Linked DNA regions of Mus musculus: region 1 is linked to region 2. Evidence: chromatin contacts called from public HiChIP or PLAC-seq data. All regions are on one chromosome and are shown on one strand. Each heading gives the region's core, a stretch centred on a gene start, on an enhancer-like site or on the middle of the called end of the contact. The rest is flanking DNA. Distances are from core to core; before and after follow the strand shown.

Region 1 (5,614 bases), core at 2,813-5,312, 230 kb after region 2:
ATAGAGAGTTAGAGCGACAGCCTGTGAAGACCCTGCGTCCACACCTAGAGGTCCTAACACAACTCTTGGTACCCATGGTACTAGAGAAGGCTCTGCAAGTATCCCACCCACAATGTTCTTCAGCCCCGTGTCCTTCAGAAACTTGTTGGGTGTAGCTAGCTCGGTGGTAATGCGCAAGCCTAGTATACAACGAATCCTGTTTGGGAGAACAACCCAGCCTTATTCAGAAAATGCCCTACAGAATGTCCAAAGTTTGGAGGGCCGAGTGAGCATGCCCACCCTCGTCCACACCCTTCCTGAGCCATGGATCTACACTGATGGCACCAGGAGCATCCCAGGCCCCATCCAGAAATGACACAAAAACGGTTTCTCTTTTCAAAAACTGAAATGTTCCCAAGATTGAATTCGCAGAGTGCTTGTGCGGCTATAATCTTGGCAAACATCTGCCACCTTTGTGTGGCAGGCGCAGTCTCCTCAGAATACTGCCTTTGATTTCGGGGAAAGACAAATCAGGCTGCATGTTTTGTGGTGAATGCTTCTCATCACAGGAGGAATTTTCAGCAGCTTGGAATTTTGAATGTATAAAAAATGGATTAAAAAAAAAAAAAAAAACAAAGAGTTCTCGACAAAGAATCAACAAGGTTCCTAAAAGAGATTAAGTCAGTTCTCTATTCCTGTCTCTTTCTCCTCCCGTGGTTCACCTCTTTTTTCTAGATTCGTCGAGGTTGGCCTCTGGAGCTGAGTCCTACCCTTATGGATACCAGCAATTCAGGATCCAGACTACGCAGAGGGATATGGTGACTCCTGCCATTCCTCTGCCCTGGTATGTAAACTCACCTTTGTAAGTTGTCGGGATAGGGAGGTGTGCTCTGCAGCAGTGCACAGACCCAGAGGCTTCAGGTATAAAGGAGCAGCCTCGATATGAGCTTCGTTGCTGACCTGAGTTCAGTGTCTCCCTTCTGTGCCTTCTAGCTGGGGATGGAGGAGACTCAAGCTTCTTGTGGAGGCCACATGGGCTGAATAAAGTAGGACTTTGTAGATTACAGAAGATTTTGACCCAAGTTTGTGAAAGCTAATAAAGATTTTAAACAGTCGGTGCCTTGATGTGGTCTATAGAAAGATGATTTTCATTCCTGGATAGAAAGCAAATTGTTAGAAGTTGCAGAGACATAAGGAATGCAGTGAGGAGGATTTTGCCAGTGCTCCTGGAAGGAGATCTCAGGGCCACATTGATTGTGGTCATCATTGGCCTTCAGGTCTTTCCTCTGTGGGTTTCAGTGGGTGACAAACACTCTGTGCTCAGCGGGACTTTATTTCTGCTGTTTTCATCCTAGCTGCTACCTTAACCATTTTGCAATGTAAAGAGAGATGACTAAGAATCTCTTTCTATTAGACAATCTATACATTTGATGTCTCTTACCTTTTACTATCACTGTTGTTAGTTTGGTCATCGAATGATGAATGGTTTATGTTATCCCTTAAGCCCAAGAGCATAGATAGGTAGATAGATAGATAGATAGATAGATAGATAGATAGATAGATAGATAGATAGATAGATAGATAGACAGACAGACAAATGGGATGTCTTCTGGACGTGTGATCGAGTCTAGCTGATGTTTAACAGGCAGTTAAATTTTAGGATGCATTGCTGAAAGTTTCAATGAATTTTCAAATACATGAAAAGGGTATTGTGCTTTTTAAAAGAGATACACAGTACTTATATAACTGTACTTAGAACATATCTAAAGTGTCAATCAGTGATGTGGCAGGGGAATACTGAGAGATGAGGGCTATGACAGGCAGGATAGTAAAGAGCTGGATAAGTCTAGGGTCCAAGAAAGGATGTGATCAAATATGTGCTCCCTAGCTACATGGAGGAGGTCGATTAGGAGGCCTCCATAATAACTCCAGGAGCAATGATCAGCACCCAGATTTAGGCTCAGAAGTGGCGTTTAACGGTAAGGGAAAAACATGATGGTTATTTAGGCAAGAGGATGAAGGTTCTGGTACCTCATTAGAAGGATAAGCCAAGAGATCAAGGGAGATAGGGAACACACCAGGGTTTTTGAGTTAAGTGACGATACGTTATTGCAGCTGCTAAACTCCTTACTTGCATGTAAAGTAAGAAATTGTAGATAGCAAAAATTTTATTTATTTCCCTCATACATCTTTAGTCCTTGGAAACATGTCCTTGAAATTTCTGCCATCAAAATAAGGAGTCTAGGGCCCTATACTTCTTGAATACGGGCTGCCATATGGCTAGCTTTCTGGCCATCCACACCACCTCATTGATTACAAACCATCAGTATCACTCCCTAGAGATGCACATATCCAAATCACTGGTATTCCCCACATGTTCCCAGACTGACTTCCTTCTCTCCATAGCCACTAGAAGGATACTTTTAAAGTAAACCACTTGTGTATCGCAGCTTGTACAGACTGGCTTCTTCTTACAGCAGAAACCAGATCCATATAAAAGCTTACAGCATCCACTACTACCTCCCTATCTGTCTCCTATAGCATCCAGTAGGCCTCCAATATATATGTTCTTCCTTGACAGCCTTCCTTGAGTCCTAATTCTCTACCAAGTATTTAAACCTGCTGGTCTCTGTCTGGAGCATTGTGTCACAAAAAGCCACTACCCACCTTCTGTTCATTCCCCCATAGCCCTACATCTCTGTCCCTTCCACAGGAACATGCTCCCTGATCATCCAGTCTAGATAAAGTCCTCCAAAACCCTGTTTTCTTTCCAAACGTTTACATCAGTTTACAATTGTGAATTCACTGATGTGACCATATGACTACTCTTTTTAAACTACAACCCCCCAAAGAGCACAGCATGCCTCTTTCTGTGCAATCTTGCAAGCCCAGGCCCTGGTGCAGAGCAGCTCATAGCATTAAATGGAAAGATGAGTCAATGAATCAATGAATCAATGAATCAATGAATGAGGATCAGTTCATATATGGGCGTTGGCTGAGGTCCCTTATTTAGCAATCAAGAGAGACGGGAGAACTGGATGAGCTAGGAATGAACAGTGGAGGGAAGAGTTGTTGAAAGATTAAGAACCCTATGCTGAGACATCCCATTGTCTCTCTGCAACTGGCAAGGCCCCGTTGTCATCGGCTTATTTCTGCACCAAGGAAGGATATAAATTATGCCTATTCCCTTTCAGACCAATGGCACAACACATTCACCTTCTCACTTTGGGAATCTTAGATAGTTCTCTAGATTCCTCAGAAATTGGGAGAGTGCATCAAGGAGACAGAAAGAAGGATGTGTTTGTTACAGTCACTTCTCCAAGGAAGAAACCAGAGAACAGAAGCAAGTATACATGTATATGTATGTGTGTGTGTGTGCACAAAGGGGTAGACAGAGACAGAGACAGAGAAAGCAAAGAGAGATATAGAGATAGAGATGGCAGGACATTGAGACAAATAAGGAGGACAGAAAGAGATAAGGACACACTCTAAAAAATAAACAACCCCAATCGGATACCTAGATCTTGAATGACATCGCCACCAGTGACATAGTTAGATTTCTTTCATGTTCTGGGAATTCTGCTTGCTGTTGGGAACACCACATTTGTTTCTTGGGGTCCAGAGCCTTGATACAGTGTGGTGTATGCTGAGACTCTGAGTGGACACTCACTCTCAGTTACAGTCCATGCTGAGAGGGAAGTACAGGAGCCAAAGCAACAGAGAGAAGGGCACCTGACCTGGCCTGGAAGTCAGCAGAGACTTGTGAGAGGAACTGAGAGCAAAGCTGCTTCACGATGACCCCTCCACACCTCAACTTCCTCATACTTGACTAGAGCCCATGAGTCCCACCGCCCAGAAGAATGGTGTTAGCATGCCCTTAGTGAGCGATTACTTTGTGCCAGCTGCTAACTGAAGCATTTGAACGCTATCTCATGAATCCTATATCACAAATCTAGAAAGTATATATAAATACCTCTCTATTACAAAAGCGTAAACTGACCTTTAAGGAAGTCAGGACAGTGCTGTCACTATGACCTGTCTTTCTGACATCACCCTGAGAGGCAGGGTGCTCTGTCCCCTCTATACTTTGACCATGAAAGTCTTTCAGCTCAAAATAAACCATCAACAGATTTCAGTTCCTTTTCTGCCCTCCCCTCACCCTCCACTTTCCTCCATAAAGGAATAAAACCATAAGAGATCCCAGAATCTTCTGACTTTTCATTTATTTCTCTGGATTTTGTGGGGACAATTTTCCTAAATAACTCTAGTCTACAGAAGGGTCCAGAAGGGAGATCAAGTTGTGGAGGACTTTTCCAACTTCCAGAACAATAAACCGAATTCCTGAGTCCATCTACATCCTTGATCCCTACTCAGGGGAGGTGCCAAGGAAGGGAATACCAGCTCTGCACTAACAGAATGTAAGCATCCACTCAGAGACTCAGCATACACCACACTGTAGCAAGGCTCTGGAACCCTAGAATCAAGTGCGGAATTCCCAGGACACCAGCACATGAAAGAAAATTAACCACGTCCCTGGTGGCAATGTCATTCAAAACTATTTGATCTAGGTGTCTGAATGGGGTTATTTCTTTTTAAGAGTGTGTCCCTATCTCTCCGTCCCCATTATCTGTCCCTGTGTCCTGTCTGTCTGTCTCTGTATCTATCTGTGCTCTGTGCTCTCTCTCTCTCTCTCTCTCTCTCTCTCTCTCTCTCTCTCTCTCTCTCTCTCTCTCTCTGTGTGTGTGTGTGTGTGTGTGTGTGTGTGTGTGTGTGTGTGTGTGTGTGTGTGTGTTCTAAGGAATTCAGAGAACTATCTAAGATTCCCAAAGGAAGAAGGTGTTTGTGTTGTGCCATTGGTCTGGAAGAGAATAGGAGTCATTTATATACTTCCTAGGTACAGAAAGCACCTGGGGCTAGAGGCAACTGAGTTTAGAGACCAGCTGCCAAGGTCTCCCAATGATGCTTTCCAAAAGTCAGTTCAACTCCCAAGATGCTCGCAGCCTGACCTCACCCTGCAGCCTCCGAGGCTTGTGTTGAGAGCTACAGAGCCCCAGCCAGGGCCCGCCAGCCCCTCCTGAGGACTGGCTCCACCTCACCTCTTCAATGCATCACCTATCAGCCCAGCCCTGACTCCCCTCTGACCCATGCTAGGCTCTTATACTGTATTTCAAGGTTTAGTCTCACGAAAGATGCATTTACTCAGCCCTCTGATTTACTCATTCACGCATTATTGAGGCACCAAACTGCTCTTCCCTTCAAAGAGCAAAATTGGGGGGCGGGCATGATGCTAAAGTCACTGGGACAGGGTCCTGCTTTCCCAGCTCAGCTCATCTGAGGGTGACTGTCATGACCAGCCCCAATTCAATACAATGACACCCAGAGACTCTGCCCCAAATGAGTAGGACCTAAGCTTGCTGTTCACTTGCTATGGTAGCAGGATTTAGTAGATACTTGGGTCCTGGGAGTCCTGAGACCCTCAGATTTCTCTGAGATGCAGTTCCTAAGCCATATTCTTTATCCTGGGCTCAGCTGACTTTTCAGCTTCCATAAACCAACCAAGTACATGAGCTTTAGAGTTGACAAAACTTAGACTCAAAATTGCATTCTGTCATCTTCTAGCCTCGTGATCTTAACC
Region 2 (6,411 bases), core at 2,613-5,112:
TGTAGATAATAAATGTTTAATTAACTACTTCTTTCTTCCATTTTTTAATTAGGTATTTATTTCATTTACATTTCCAATGCTATCCCAAAAGTCCCCCACACAACCCCCCCCCCACACTCTCCCACCCACCCACTCCCACTTCTTGGCTCTGGCTTTCCCCTGTACTGAGGCATATAAAGTTTGCATGACCAATGGGCCTCTCTTTCCACTGATGGCCGACTAGGCCATCTTCTGATATATATGCAGCTAGAGACACGAGCTCCGGGGGGAACTGGTTAGTTCATATTGTTGTTTCACCTATAGGGTTGCAGATCCTTTTAGCTCCTTGGTTACTTTCTCTAGCTCCTCCATTGGGGGCCCTGTAATCCATCCAATAGCTGACTGTGAGCATCTACTTCTGTGTTTGCTAGGCCCCGGCATAGTCTCAGAAGAGACAACTATATCTGGGTCCTTTCACCAAAATCTTGCTAGTGTATGCAATGGTGTCAGCGTTTGGAAGCTGATTATGGGATGGATCCCTGGATATGGCAATCACTAGATGGTCCATCCTTTCGTCACAGCTCCAAATTTTGTCTCTGTAACGCCTTCCATGGGTGTTTTGTTCCCAATTCTAAGGGACAAAGTGTCCACACTTTGGTCTTTGTTCTTCTTGAGTTTCATGTGTTTAGCAAATTGTATCTTATATCTTGGGTATTCTAAGTTCCTGGGCTAATATCCACTTATCAGTGAGTACATATTGTGTGAGTTCTTTTGTGATTGGGTTACCTCACTCAGGATGATGCCCTCCAAGTCCATCCATTTGCCTAGGAATTTCATAAATTCATTCTTTTTAATAGCTGAGTAGTACTCCATTGTGTAAATGTACCACATTTTCTGTATCCATTCCTCTGTTGAAGGGGCATCTGGGTTCTTTCCAACTTCTGGCTATTATAAATAAGGCTGCTATGAACATAGTGGAGCATGTGTTTTTCTTACCAGTTGGAACATCTTCTGGATATATGCTTAGGAGAGGTATTGCTGGATCCTCCGGTAGTACTATGTCCAATTTTCTGAGGAACCGCCAGACTGATTTCCAGAGTGGTTGTACAAGCTTGCAATCCCATCAACAATGGAGGAGTGTTTCTCTTTCTCCACATCCTCACCAGCATCTGCTGTCACCTGAATTTTTGATCTTAGCCATTCTGACTGGTGTAAGGTGGAATCTCAGGGTTGTTTTGATTTGCATTTCCCTGATGATTAAGGATGTAAAAAAAAATCAAATTTTGATTTTGCCTACATTGTATTACCCCATTTCTCTGTGCCCTAGAAGTTCACAGAGCTCCTCAGTTGTGCTTTCGAACACAAGTCAGTGCAAGTATATGTGTGTCGTGTATGTGTGGAAACATCTCATGTGAGTATGACGATGAATAAAGTACATATTTGCATAAATGCCACACTGGTACTACTCCGTGTGTTTGTTGTGTGGTGGGACAGCTTTTGGAGAGGCAATATGGTCATTTATGAAGAACAGTTCCAGCCAGTGGCTAGTGTAGACATCAACACAGACAATCCTGAGAAACACTGATATAGAAATTTAAAAAATAATTTTTCTACGGGGAAACAGATGAGGGGTGCATCTGTGGGAGGTAGTTGAGGGGAACTGGGAGTAATGGGAGAGTGGAAAATGCACTAGGGGCATACTGTATGAGAAAAGAATACATTTTTTTTTAAATCTGAAGTGAGGAGCCAAGAGATAGGTGTGACCTTTCTCAGTGATGAAGTACGATGTTGAAACTTGGATGGATGTACAGGAAGGATTTTAGAAGGAGCTGGCCTTTGACATGGACACTAAACACAGAGACCCACAACCCAGGATGAGTTACTTCACAGGTAGAAGTAGAGAAGCCTATGTCTGACAGAGGGGAGAGATGAAGCTGAGGAGACTGAGAACATGTTCATGTCTGCTGGGCCTGGAATTATGGGAAATGTGGATGAAAGCTAAGACAGGGAAGTTTGTTAAGGCACATCTTAGACAAATGGGGCGTGAAGTGTAAATTCTATGTATTAGTCTGCAGGTGAGGGTGGCCTCTGAAGATAGTGACTGAGCCAAGATCAATCTTTTCCTTAACTAAGTTGTTTCTGTCTCCTATTTTGTCATTGCTATAAGGAAAGAAACTAATACTCAGAGTGAAGGGCAGATTTAAGAGTAAGGGAGGAGAGGGGTAAATTAGCCTCCTTACTTACTGAGGATATAAAACCAGCATATCTCAGTACAGTTTAGAGGCCAGCTGTGTCTATAAGTCTGCTTCTCAACAGGGAAGGAAGTAGAATTATCTTCCTTATATTTTCAGACATGTGTTAAATGCATTTAAAATACTGTTTGACAATTCCTTTTAAATTTTCAACATTTTCTCCTGTCACCTCAAATCAAAGCCTAGAGGACCTCATGAGCCATTTCTAGAACTTAAAAGAAACAAAGAGAGAGAGAGAGAGAGAGAGAGAGAGAGAGAGAGAGAGAGAGAGAGGAGGAAGGAAAGAAGGAAGGAAGGAAGGAAGGAAGGAAGGAAGGAAGGAAGGAAGGAAGGAAGGAAGGAAGGAATGAAGGAAGGAAGGAGGGAGGGAGGGAGGGAGGGAGGGACGGAGGGAGGGAGGGAGGGAGGGAGGGAGGGAGGGAGGGAGGGAGGGAGAAAAGAAAGGAAAGGAAAGGAAAGGAAAGGAAAGGAAAGGAAAGGAAAGGAAAGGAAAGGAAAGGAAAGGAAAGGAAAGGAAAGGAAAGGAAAGGAAAGGAAAAAGTTACTGTCTTGGTTACTTAGTTACTGCTCTATTGCTCTGAAGAGATAACCATTACCAAGGCACTTATAAAAGGAGCTTGCTTACAGTTTCAGAAGGCTAACAGCAAGCAGGCAGGCATAGCAATGGAGCAGTAGCTGAGAACTTATATCCTGGCAAGCACCCTTGAAAGCTCAAAGCCTCTCCCTACTGACACACCTCCTCCTACAAGGCCACTCTCCCAATACTCCCTAAGCAGTTCCAACAACTGGACACAAAACACTCAAATCCATAAGCCTATCGGGGCCACTCTCCTTCAAACCCCAACATTCACCCAATCATTTTCAGTTTAGGGGTGTGGCACCCTTGTTGGAAAGGTGCAAAGGTGACTGGAAAGTCAAGACAGTAACTTCAATCCCCCGAGCCTGACATAAATGAGAGCTGACATGAAGTCCACAAAAAGAAGTCAGGCCAAGGCCTCCTACTGTTTACACGTTTTCCCACCCTGCTTTCTACTCTTGCCTTCTTCCCATGGTATCTTGGCCTGAAATCTTCTGTGGTAGTGGTCACACTTGAAAGTCTAGATATTCTCATGTTTTTATCTTAACCAAAAATAACTTTATTGGTTAAGTAAACAATTGTCTGTTTGCACATTAGTTTATATATCAGAGACCTAAACTAGCCTGCTAACAAGTTCCTACACAGATGACACACTTAGACTAAGTTAGCAAAGTAGGGAACACTCCCTGTGCAGGCTATTGTAATTTTAATCTATCTTTAAAAAGAACCACTGATTTCCGTTCTAAGCATCCCGTTCCAGCTTTTCCAACCTTCCATCTTGGACTCTAAGCTGTCCTTGCCCTGAGAAGGTAGGTCACCCTGGATACAGTTCTTTCTCCGCTAGATACAGCAACCCCTGCTCCAAGAGTCTGGGCATCAGTGGCCACACCAGCAATGTTGGAGCCTCTGGATGGTTGGGCTCTGCCTCAGGCCTGCTTTGCACTTGGGCTCTGTTTTTAGAACTGAAGCCCCAGCCTGACCTCCAATCCACTTGGCTGGGCCTCAAACACCTGTTCAGCCTACACATTGGTGCCATTCTCTAAGTGAGGCGACCTGCCTAGAACCTGACCCTGTGTGACTGATTACCCCCTTGTAGGACACTCCACTGTCATCTGTGGAACCCAGATCAGATCCTTGTAGATTTATTTTCCAGACTGGCAAGAGGTGTGGTCACTTGTCCCTGTTTTTTTAGCACCTAAATACAAGCCCTGTCCTGTCTTGACTTCCCCCATTTCTTTTACACGGAGTCTCCGAATTCATAACCTGGGCTTTTTAAGGCATTGGGGAGGGGAGAGATCTGAGAAATCTAAACTCTGCAGTCTGTAAATGAGGAACTATGGCTCAGGGAGGGGAAGCACATTCCCCCTCGTCACACCCAGAGCATGTAACAGATGTGAGGTACAAGCCTAGTGACTGAGCAGCAAGTGGCCAGGAATCTGGTCAGAATGCCAGGGTTGGGGCCTCTCTCTGGCTGTCCTTTCACCGTCTACAGAGACATTTCTTTCTGGGACCACACATTTAGCAGGTGATTTCTTTTTATAAAAGTAGCCAAGTTCTTCTATTTTAAAAAAGATCCACCTCCTCTTTCAGCATCCAGGAATGGTCAGGGTGTTATGGTCTGTTGGTAGCTTGTGATGGATGGATGAGAAGAGCCATGGCATGAGGAAAGAGTTGGTGCTTCTCTCTCCCTCCATTTTCTGTGACTTGGGAAAAGAAGGTTTAGAACCAAAGGTTCCAAACAGTTATCAATTCAGCACACCTTCCTGGCTCTTTGACAAAACCTACTTATTGATTCAGTGAGCTATTTGGATTATCAGTAAGAGTCCTTACAGCCATATCCTGAATGGTGTACAGACAGATGGACAAACATGTGTAGTACCTGACCATGGAAATGTGTACTTAGTGTAATTTGGCATGTATTCTATATGGTTGGGGAGGGGGACGTCTTTCCTTATTCTCTTCTGTGCTGCTGGAGCCTCTACCTGGACGTTTCCATACATGACCAAATTCTGAAGTAAGAAATTAGCCCAGGGTTGAAGTCGTCTTGAATTCCATCTCCTTTATCCTCCATCTACTGGCATGTAGTTTCTGATTGAGCAGATGAAGTCTACAGACTACCCCTTCCATTTGGCAAACAAACAACTCTGTCCTGATTTACACACACACACACACACAAACACACACACACACACACACACACACACACACACACACACACACATCACCATAAGCTAGACCAGAAATATGCAAGTGCTTCGCACATCACAAAAGCATTTAAATCTCCTTTTGAATGCACACTGCAGATCCTTTAGACTCAATGGAGCCTGGGCAGTTTCAATATAGATGGACAACTGCATGCCTCAATCTCAGATGTTCAATCTCCCTCACATGAGAGCAAAGGTACTGCCAGATCCAGAGAGATCTTAAGATTCATAAAATAGTGAACCTTTATTTAAAAAGACTTTTCATAAACAACAAAACACAAACATGATAGACACATGAAAACTATTTTAAAATACCAGCCATGCTTTCGGATATGAATTCTGACTCAGTTACGACCCTGCTTTGCTGCGCTGGCCGATTGGGGAGGTGTGTTATGACTTCTTTCACTATGATCAGAATGAGACAAGGCATTTCCCTGCATGCTACCAAGACTAGTGTCTAAGGTTCAGAAGAGCCTTTGAAAAGGGTGGTTGACTAGAATGATCAGGGAGACAGACACAGGCAGCCATACTCACCTGCAAGATGAGAGAGGCTTGTCACCTTTGCTGGGGCACATACTGTTAGGGTCCGTATCTATTTACCTCGAGAAAGCATGATTCCTCCCCTCAAACCCTGAGTTCTCCCCAAAACATCTAATCTCAAAGGGTAAAACCAAAGTGTGGAGGTGAGGAGGTCCCTTGACAAACCATATTTAAGATAGAATTTTCTTATTAAAAATGAGAAACCATTATTACTGCTCACATTCAGCATGAGCAATGAGAACCAGCATGGCTTCCCTGACCAGATAATTAACACAGTGTGTGCCTCTCTCCTGCACTGGGTAGGAAGCCCAAGCCCACCAATGAGAATGTGGATTTACAGAATGACATGGATATTTACCAATGACAGTATCGAACAGATACCCTTGCAGTGGGGGAAGGAGAGAAAAGTAGCTCCCCTGAGCAGCACTCTGATGCTGTAGGGGATCAGGCCAGAATTGCTAGCCCTTGGGGGTGTTTATTCATTTTCCCCTGAAAGAGACAGGAGTAGCAGGAAACACATCCAATGGGAGTGTTCACAAACCTCAACCAAATAGACAAGTGGGAGAGAGGGACGTTAGAGACAAGTGCTGATCTTCAATTTGGAATTGGGCAAAATCCCTACCCTTTCAAAGTAGAAGGTCATCGTCAAGAAAGATGAGCCCCTAGAAGGTCAGAAACCATGCAAAGATTGTTCCAGAATGTACTAGAAAGCTTCATACCCAGCTCCTTCCTCCCCCCCCCCCCATTTAGCTGGGTTTATGTCCCACGATATGCATATATGTTTTTCTATGTATGTCTGTCTTTACAGCTAAGACAAGATAAAGGAAGGAAAGCCCTTCTGCCACAGGACTTCATGGGC

Evidence for each region. HiChIP or PLAC-seq counts read pairs in DNA pulled down with a chosen protein or histone mark.
Region 1: a contact with region 2 is called in an H3K27ac HiChIP or PLAC-seq map of microglia, with 4 times the contacts expected there. The contact joins two enhancer-like sites. A contact is called at or near these places in 2 of 484 Hi-C or Micro-C datasets (bone marrow-derived macrophages and embryonic stem cells) and 1 of 115 datasets of contacts at active chromatin or transcription factors (microglia).

Annotation. Positions count from the first base shown.
Region 1 is chr2:160,272,404-160,278,017 of GRCm38.p6, forward strand. It overlaps Gm46773. Among named protein-coding and RNA genes, the nearest start is that of Gm34805, 25 kb to the left of the region's middle. Within about 2 kb of position 4,063, at least 19 of the 459 cell types and tissues checked have an H3K27ac peak or open chromatin away from gene starts, as enhancers often do. A contact at or near this core is called in microglia, where this site is marked.
Region 2 is chr2:160,040,594-160,047,004 of GRCm38.p6, forward strand. It overlaps 9130015L21Rik (RIKEN cDNA 9130015L21 gene), which reads left to right. Exons shown (of 4, transcript NR_040499.1): 4 at 1-27. Among named protein-coding and RNA genes, the nearest start is that of 9130015L21Rik, 27 kb to the left of the region's middle. Within about 2 kb of position 3,863, at least 13 of the 459 cell types and tissues checked have an H3K27ac peak or open chromatin away from gene starts, as enhancers often do. A contact at or near this core is called in microglia, where this site is marked.